Linked DNA regions of Sus scrofa: region 1 is linked to region 2. Evidence: chromatin contacts called from public HiChIP or PLAC-seq data. All regions are on one chromosome and are shown on one strand. The core of a region is the stretch at or near the end of the contact, and the rest is flanking DNA. Distances in the headings are between cores, read along the strand shown.

Region 1 (4,123 bases), core at 1,114-3,613, 210 kb before region 2:
ATTGGATTCTGCCATGAACATTAAGACTTATCTAATCACTGGTTCTGAACTATAACCAAAATGTCAAAGAAGTCTGCCTAAAAAGCTAAATAAAACAAAACAAAACCAAACAAAACCCTGGGCCTTCTAGCTAGAGGAAATTTTCTTCTTTTTGGTTTTCTTTTTTTTTGTCTTCTTAGGGCTGCATCTGCAGCACATGGGAGTTCCCAGACTAGGAGTTGAACAGGCACTGCAGCTGCCGGCCACAGCCGCACCACATTGGAGCTACTCAGTGACCTACGCTGCAGCTTGTGGCAACGCTGGATCCTTAACCCACTGAGCCAGGCCAGGGATCAAACCCGCATCCTCACAGAGACAATATCGGGTCCTTAACCTGCTGAGCCACAACGGGAACTCCCTTTTTGGTTTTTAAAATTTGATGATCATTGGTACCAACTTACATGTTAGTCCCGATGCTCTTTCTTCTCTGACACCTTGGACGGTTCCCACAAAACTCAAGCCTCCCACTACATATTCACCTAAGGGATCTGATGTGAGAAAAGTGGTCTAACAGCTACAACATCATCTCTAGGTGTCCTGTCAAGACCAGTAGATATAGGAGGGGTCAATATGAACCTTTTAGTTCTCTCAGTTTATAGAGCCTCTTGTTCACAGTGTGGAAGACATGGGAAGGGTGCCTCACTGATTCTATCTAGGGACAGTGATATCTGAAATGGGGAAATGTGACTTCTTTCTCCTCCTCTATCTAAGACATCATAAGACCCTGAAACACACAATGTCTAAGACCTTTAACATAGGCAGCAAGGCTAGGCTAGGTGGATGTTTGGAAGGTTAAATGTTATTGTGTTACAAAGTTCTGCTATTCCTTAGAGATACTCATGAACTTATACCCTTCCTCATTCCCAAACCATTTTCAGTGTGGTTCTTTCTGTCAGTGGAGAAGTTGCCCCAGTTATATTTGATTTATCAGGATCCAGAATAGCACTGCCTATAGATAAACAGGCCTGGCAATGTGTCTCATGTCCTTTTTTTTTTGGTGGGGGGCTACACCTGTGGTATGTGGAAGTCCCCAGGCTAGGGGTCAAATAGGAGCTGCAGCTGCCAGCCTACATCACAGCCACAGCAATGCCAGATCCAAGTCACGTCTTGTGACCTCCACCACAGCTCATGGCAACACAGGATCCTTAACCCACTGAGTGAGGCCAGGGATTGAACGTGTGTCCTCATGGTTACTGGTTGGGTTTGTTGCCTCTGAGCCATGATGGGTACTCCTATGTCTGCCTTTTGTACTGTTCTTCCTCAAAGTCTTTGCCTTTTGTGAGGAGTTAAAGAATGCTAGAGACTTTCCCTCCTTATCTGTCATCAAGGCAACCCCATTCACTTCTTTCTTTGTCCTCTTCTTTTCTCAGAAAGACCTGCCTGAGGAGTTGATCCACTCAGCTCTATGGCTGGGGCCAGACCTCATCCGGCCCCAGCTCCAGTTGGTGGATGGTTCTTTCATTTAAACCACAGTTGTTCACCTCAAGAAGTTTAGAAAAGCTTTCTCTGTGGCCGGACATGCTTAGAGGGAGACTTTCTAAGACCTTCATTCCACTCATCTCCAGAGCAGATGCCCTTCCCCAGGGACCCACAGCGGATGCAATTTAAATGTTGAATTTTACATTGAAACATTTGTTTCACATACAGCAATGAGACTTTTTCTCTTTCGGTATCTGACTTACGGATTCATTTGTTACTGATCAACTGATCTATTATTGGGGTTTTTGGAAAATCCCTCATACTTAATGACAGAGTAAGAATGAGCTGTCTGTTGATTTAGCAGTATGAGAAGTTGGAGAGTCAAATCAAGGAGCTCCACCACAAACAGCATTAATGCCCAACTGCACATTTCCCTGTCTGCAGTCATTTCTGAGGGAGTTTTCATCAATCTGGTTGCCTGTGATACAAATGTTAGCATTTAATGTGTTGGTATATATTGAACTCATGAATTGACTCAAATGTATCCAAACAGGCTTATGGATCACAGAAGACTTCCATGGTGTGATTGGATGTGACTTAATATTTAGGAGATTTACCAACCTATTAAAGCTATAAGTATATTAGGAAAATGGGGAGAAAATTGAAATAGAGTGAATATATAAAAAACATTTTCTTACAGAATTTTTGATCTCTTTATTAGTGTGATTGAATACAGAAATATGATTTTATATCTCCATAATGCTGTGGTTAATCTATCATTTCTCCAAATGCTGGGATTATAAAGAGATTGCTCATTTGTATTTTTCTACATCACTTGACGGCCATTGACTAAAAGGGTGGTTGGTTGCCTCTGGCAATGGCTACTGCTGTTGAGTAAGTTAGTCCTAACTATCCTGGGACACATGATATGGGTCCACTGCCTACAGAAATAACAGGATGTGGTGTAAAATGACGCACCAAATCCGCTGCTGAATCAGTTTTTTTGTTTTTTTTCTCAACTACCTTCCTCTTTTCATCTTGCATTTGACCTGATTATGCCTTACCTCTATTCTTGAATTCTAGGTCAAAACTAGAAAGATTGTTCTAGTTTTGATGTCTTACTTACCTCTTGCTCTAGATAAGTATTTTAACAGGTGAACAAGACCTTGGTTATCTGAATATCCTCAGCAGTCTAAGCCCAGTGTCTTGGCCCTTCTGACCCACTCATTTTCTCTTTTTCTCATTTCCCCATCACTAGCCAGCCCTGTCCTATGAGATAATAATAAACAATAGCTGATAGTGATGGCAACTACTTTGTGCCAAGTACATTTTATAAATTATCTTCATTTAATCCTCCCCCTAAATGCATTTAGTCTATTTTTGGATAAGTGTATATGATTTTGGAGAAGTCGAGTGACTTGATTAAAATCACACAGGAATGTGGTAAAACTGGTGTTCAAAATCAGGCTATCTGACAGCAGAGTCAACATAGGTAACCGCTGCCTGACAGGAGCAGGCAGTTTATATATGCACAACTTTACCTGCCAAGGAGGATGGGATTTGACCATTGTCAATGGCAGACAGATGTGTCAGAGATGCCACTGTGAGGTTTTCATGCTCTTGTCACCCATCCCCTTCCATTTTTCCATGTCTGTCTCACCATCTCTTCTTTTTCATGCCATTCATTTATTTGTCCAATGTTAATTGAGTATTTACTGAGAAATGCTCCCATCTTTTAAGGTTATGGCAATAAACCAAATGAAGTTTTTCTCTCAAGGAACAATCATTATATTGGCAGTGACTGTTGACAAAATGTGTGTGTGTGAATATATATATTAATATTAACATTTATAATATATATGTTATATATTTATAAACATTTATATATATTATATAGAGTGACCTATGAAGGACTCTAATACAATTATATTTGAGCAAAACACTAAAGAAGTGATGGGCAAACCTTACAAGCTCTAGGAAAAATAGAGTGCTGGACAGAATAGCAGGTGCCAAGATCCCAAGACAGGAATTTGATGGTATATTTAAGGACCCATGTGGCTGAGCATTATTAGTAAGAAGCAGTTACAGGTGATAAAGTTGGAGGATTTGTGCCTTATAGGATATGAGGAGAACTTTGAATTTCCTGTAGGTGAATTATAAAGCCACTTGGAGGATTTCTGAATGGAAGAATGAAATGATCTCTCTTTTTCAAGGTTTACCATGCATTCTGTGTTATAGAACATAGGAAGGAAAACAAAGATGAAATGGAACCAGTGCAAAGGGATTTACAAAAGTTCATGTGCAAGATGATGAAGGCTTTGTTAGTAGTGAGAAGTCCTTAGGTTGGGGGTGTCTTTGAAAGGTAGAGCTGACAGGACTTGCTAATGAATTGGATGTTTGGCATGAGATATATGATGTATTAAGGATGGCTTTGAGGTTGACAGGAGGAAGCAGGTGGAAGCATGAAACTGCCATCATTGAGATGGGCAACTCAAGAAGAAGATTGGTAGGGGAGTGGCTTTGGATTTAAAATTTTATGTTGGTCTTGCTAATGTTAGAAATTCCTATTAAATCACCCAAGTTAAAGATATAAAGTATTAGATTGTTGCATAGAATGGTACATAGTTCAGCAGAGAGGTTTGGCTTAAGTTATATACATTTGGGG
Region 2 (4,791 bases), core at 361-2,860:
ACACAGATGGAGTCAGGGGCACTGCTGCCATGCCACTAGGACTGGAAGCTGCAGGGGCTGCGAGCACCAAGTTGAGAAGGTATGGAGAGTAATGACTTAAGCTAGGACACAGGCCTGTACTGGCTTCAGGCTGTGCCACCACAAACCAAATCAAAAGCTGGAAAAGGGGATGGGGGAACAAATGCTAAAGCAAGCAACTAGCTTGCTTTACTAACTAGGACCTTACAGGCAACTAGCACTGGAGAAACCACTCTGGGCAAAACGGTGGAGGAAGAAAGCTTCCCTGAGCCTGACCAACCAGCCCCTGAGGAATCCTGTAAAACCAACTTCCTCCTACAGTGTTTCTCCAGCGCCCTCTACTGACAAAATATGACATCTGTAAGCTGCAAAGGAAACAAATTTAAAGGCTCCCATATCGGTTTTCCCAGAGCCATCAGCAAAGAATCAATTTGGAACACAGAGGCGATAAAATAACTGGCATGGCAACAAAACACAAATGAAAGTGAAATATCCTTTTTGGTCTATTAAAAAATTAAGAAGGTATAATATTAAATACTCAACAGATTACAGTGTGATAGGAACTTAAATTGCTGATAAAAATACAAATAGATATAATGTTCCTTGAAAGCAATTTTGGTAGTAAGTTCATCCTGTAATTGTAGGATCTTATGTTGGAAATATTCAGATGTATAAAGACACTATGTAAACAAGATCATTATTTGTTGTGATAAAAGGAAGCAAATAGTCTAATGTCGAAAAATAGAAAAGATTAAAGAAGGAAAGAAACATTTACCCATAGCATGTTATGAAGCACTTAGGATTGTTTTCAAACAAATTTTAATTATAAGTTATTTCTCCTATGTAGCTAGATAAGAATATACACTAAAATGTTTTAACATGTATTACCCATGAGATATATAGATATATGTTTATATATGTGTGTGTACTATTTGTACATACACATTATAAACCAAAACAACATGTCAAATGTGGTTATGCCTGGTTTGTAGAATTATGTGTGATTTATATTTTTTGTATTTTTCTATACTTATTAAATATTCTACAATTAACATGTATTACTTTTTAAACAAGGAAATAGAAAATTTTTTATTAAAAAGTTACCCACAAAAAAAATTAGCAAGTACATGCAAGCATAGAGTTCTACGAGATGAAAAAAAAAATTTTTAATATTCAAATGAGACATTAACATCACTACTGTGGTAGTTTTAAAATATATCTATGGGGAGTTCCCACTGTGGCTCAGTGGTAACGAACCCAACTAGAATCCATGAGGACGCAGGTTTGATCCCTGGCCTCACTCAGTAGATTAAGGACCCAGTGTTGCCATGAGCTGTGGTGTAGGTCACAGATGCAGCTTGGATCTGACATTGCTGTGGCTGTGGTGTAGGCCAGGATCTGCAGCTCCGATTTGACCCCTAGCCTGGTAACTTCCATATGTAGACATGTGGCCTTAAAAAGCAAATAAAATAAATAAAATAAAATAAAATGTATCTATAAAGTCTTTGATACTCCTCCTCTCAAGAGATGGAGCCTAATCCTTCTCACTTTGCCAAAGGGCTGGGCTTAGTGACTTAATTCTAAGGAACAAAGGAAAGCAGAAGTGATGTGTGTGGACTCTGGAGATTAAGTCATAAAAGTCACTGTAGCATCCTCCTTGCTTGTTCTCTTGGTTTGCTTGCTCTGGGGGAAACCAACTGCCATGTTCAGAGCAGCCCAGGGAAAAGGCTTATAATGATAGGGACTGAGAATTTCTGCCAAAAGCCAACAAGGAACTGAGGCTCCTGTCCACAGCCATGTGAGTGAGTCATCTGCCAGCCCTGGTCAAGCCTTCAGATGACTGCAGCACTGTCTAATAGTTTGACGACGATTTCATGAGAGACCCTGGGCCAGAAAACCCAGCTAAACCACTCCTGGATTCCTGATCCTCAGAAAATGTGTGAGATAAGAAATGTATATTATAGTATGCTGCTACATTTCAGGATAATTTGCTATATAGCAATAAATAAGATATAATTTCTGAGACAAAAATCCATTCCTTTCAGTCATCTTTGCATAATATAAGAATATAAACTTTTGTCATAAAACCATTTATTGTTTGGGTGGTTCAAGTATTTCATTACCAGTTATATATTAGTTCAAATTCAATTCTAGGTAATATGTTGTATTTATTAGGGATAGAGGACCTGTCCCATTCATCTTTGTATACTTTGCCATTCTTAATATTGTATACTGTATATGGGATGTGCTCAATAAAAATCGGTTGAATAAAGGACTGAATGAATTAATGAATGAATAAAAGAATGAGCAAATAAATGATCTGAAATGTTTTTTAAATTCCTTGTATATATATGCCTCCTTTTTCGCAAATTTGATCCAGTAGCCAAAGAAATAAGGAATCTTTTCTATATGGTTTTCACCAATATGGTGGTGTATTTTATTAACTTTAAGCTGTGTGAAATATTCATTTAGGCAGCATTACTATGGAAATTTGTTTAGGGCTGTTCAGATTGACTTCAAGAGCTGAAGGGGAGGAGTTCCCACCATGGCTCAGCAGTAACAAACCCTACTGGTATCCATGAGAACATGCGTTCAATCCCTAGCTTTAGGTTCAATCTCTGCCTCGTTCAGTGTGTTAAGGATCTGGAGTGCCATGAGCTGTTGCAGCTACGATTGGACCCCCAGCCTAGGAACTTCCATATGCCACAGGAGGTGAAGGGGAAAGTCCATTTACAAAGCAGTTGATGAGGTCAAAAAGATGGCACGATATCTATTATATTGAGATATCTACATGTGCAAGGAAGGAAAAGAATAGGATGCAATTCAATAGGGCAAACCCTTCAACAGCATCCATTTTTCTTTTAATAATGGCTAACCTATTAGCCATTTGAAATTGTTCATATTTGACCTAAATAAGCAGCAATTTCATATTGTTCAAACTAACAGCATTTACTATTTGCTAAGCACTATTTTACGTGCCTTACATACATCAGCTCATTTAATGTTCTTTACACTCCCATGAGAAAATTAGTCTTTCAACCTGATTTTAAAGATGAAAACAGTGATCCATGGAGAAGTCAGGAGATTTACTAAGCTCTTTAGCAACAGATCGAGGTAGGGTTTGAAACTTACAGCTCCAGAATCCACACTCTTAATTAACCTCTAAAATATATGCCCTCATCCTAAACTACAAACCCTCAAATGGCCTTCTTTGTGTCTTCATTTGTAAAATAAGAATAATAATACCTTCTTCATTAGACAACTGTAGGAGTTACAGGAATAATAGGTTTAAAGGCTGACCTTTTGCACATAAGAAATGTGTGATAAATATTAGCTATTGTTATAAATAAGCTGCAGGATGTCCCCACCTGGCATTGTAACCTAGGCTTTCACTAAGTCTTACCACCCACAAATACTTCGTTCTTGTCTCAAAACCCACCCAAATGAATCCCTCACCATTCAGGTGCACACTCTACTACATCTATCTGTTGAAACCATGCCATTTTCTAGCTATTGACCAGATCACTTCTGTCGTGAGCTTTCCTGGTCACTGTGACAGTATGTGCTCTCAGTTCCCTGTGTTCCACATTATCAGTTAGCCCTGCTCTTGTGACACTGGAAATGCAAAATCTCCCTATTCTTATCATTCCGTATGTGTTTATATCTTGAATAAATTCATTAGTGATCGGATCATGGCATATTCATATTATCCCCTGCAGCATCTAGCACAGTGTATTGAACACAATAGATACTTAAAGTGTTCACTGGATTTAATTTGCAAATGTACATGAACAGGTTGAAATTACTGGAGTGAGGGAAAACTGAAATCAAGAGCCCTATAATCAACTAAGCATGTTCTCCGATCAAAAAATACTCCAAGCAGTATATCACTGCTTCCTAAACATCACTGCTAATTTTTACTTCATTAAACACAGAAAAGATCTGGAAAAGTAAGTCCAAATAATAAGCTCTTTGTGTCATTTATGCCAGAATTTCCAGGGAAAAGACTACTATTACGAATCAATGCTGAAAATTCAAGTTAAACTAAATACTTCAGGACTCCTTGGTGACAATGTCAATATCACATATCAAGGGGAAAGGTGAAAGAAGATACAGTTATGATGGTAACTGTATTATAAAACACATTTCTTTCAGCTCATCAATAACCATGTTCAGCAGTGATGTAGACAGAAAATCCAGGTAGCACTTGGGGTCTTTTTCACTCCAGAAACCCAGTGGTCAGGTCCCAGGTTCATGGAGAACCCATTGCATCCACCCGAGGCTTTCAAAAGGCCCCTTGGTTCATGTTTCTATTGCTGTTTCTGAGATGTAGAAAGCTTATGAGGAGAAAGGAGGAAGGAAAGTGGGTATGAGAGTTACAATAAGTGGATTTCTGTACTGGAGAGGAAAGGAGAGATGTAGTGAAGACTGACTAGTGTTCTTGAGTAACTGTGAATAGCTGAAAAATGATGTTGATTCTCAGTTTGAATATTAGCCATGCATTTCATTTTTGCTGGAAAAAAAAAAAACATAATTCAGCAAGGATCCTACATTGACATCTTCTGGGGTCAATTAGCTTCCCAAAAGAGACTGGCACTTTTCGATCAGTTTGGACCCCTAAAAAAAAGCAAACAAGCACATTGGTGAGAAGGAGAAAACACCTAAACAGCTCTGATCCCCAAGAGAAAAACTTTGATTTCCCTGTTGCACGCCTGAGAGGGGTTCTGATATGCTCGCCTCTCAAGGTCTTGGAATTGCTCACAGGCCTAGTCC

The links. HiChIP or PLAC-seq counts read pairs in DNA pulled down with a chosen protein or histone mark.
Region 1: an H3K27ac HiChIP or PLAC-seq map of alveolar macrophages shows a contact between it and region 2. The contact joins two enhancer-like sites. A contact is called at or near these places in 1 of 47 Hi-C or Micro-C datasets (embryonic fibroblasts) and 1 of 2 datasets of contacts at active chromatin or transcription factors (alveolar macrophages).

What each region holds. Positions count from the first base shown.
Region 1 is chr8:69,981,426-69,985,548 of Sscrofa11.1, reverse strand. No RefSeq gene overlaps it. Among named protein-coding and RNA genes, the nearest start is that of AMCF-II, 25 kb to the left of the region's middle. Within about 2 kb of position 2,363, at least 5 of the 83 cell types and tissues checked have an H3K27ac peak or open chromatin away from gene starts, as enhancers often do. A contact at or near this core is called in alveolar macrophages, where this site is marked.
Region 2 is chr8:69,769,495-69,774,285 of Sscrofa11.1, reverse strand. RASSF6 (ras association domain-containing protein 6) reads left to right here. Exons shown (of 11, transcript XM_005666740.3): 11 at 1-760. LOC102166306 (alpha-fetoprotein-like) reads right to left here. Exons shown (of 14, transcript XM_005666743.2): 14 at 498-4,635. The coding sequence ends at 4,591. Among named protein-coding and RNA genes, the nearest start is that of RASSF6, 60 kb to the left of the region's middle. Within about 2 kb of position 1,610, at least 1 of the 83 cell types and tissues checked has an H3K27ac peak or open chromatin away from gene starts, as enhancers often do. A contact at or near this core is called in alveolar macrophages, where this site is marked.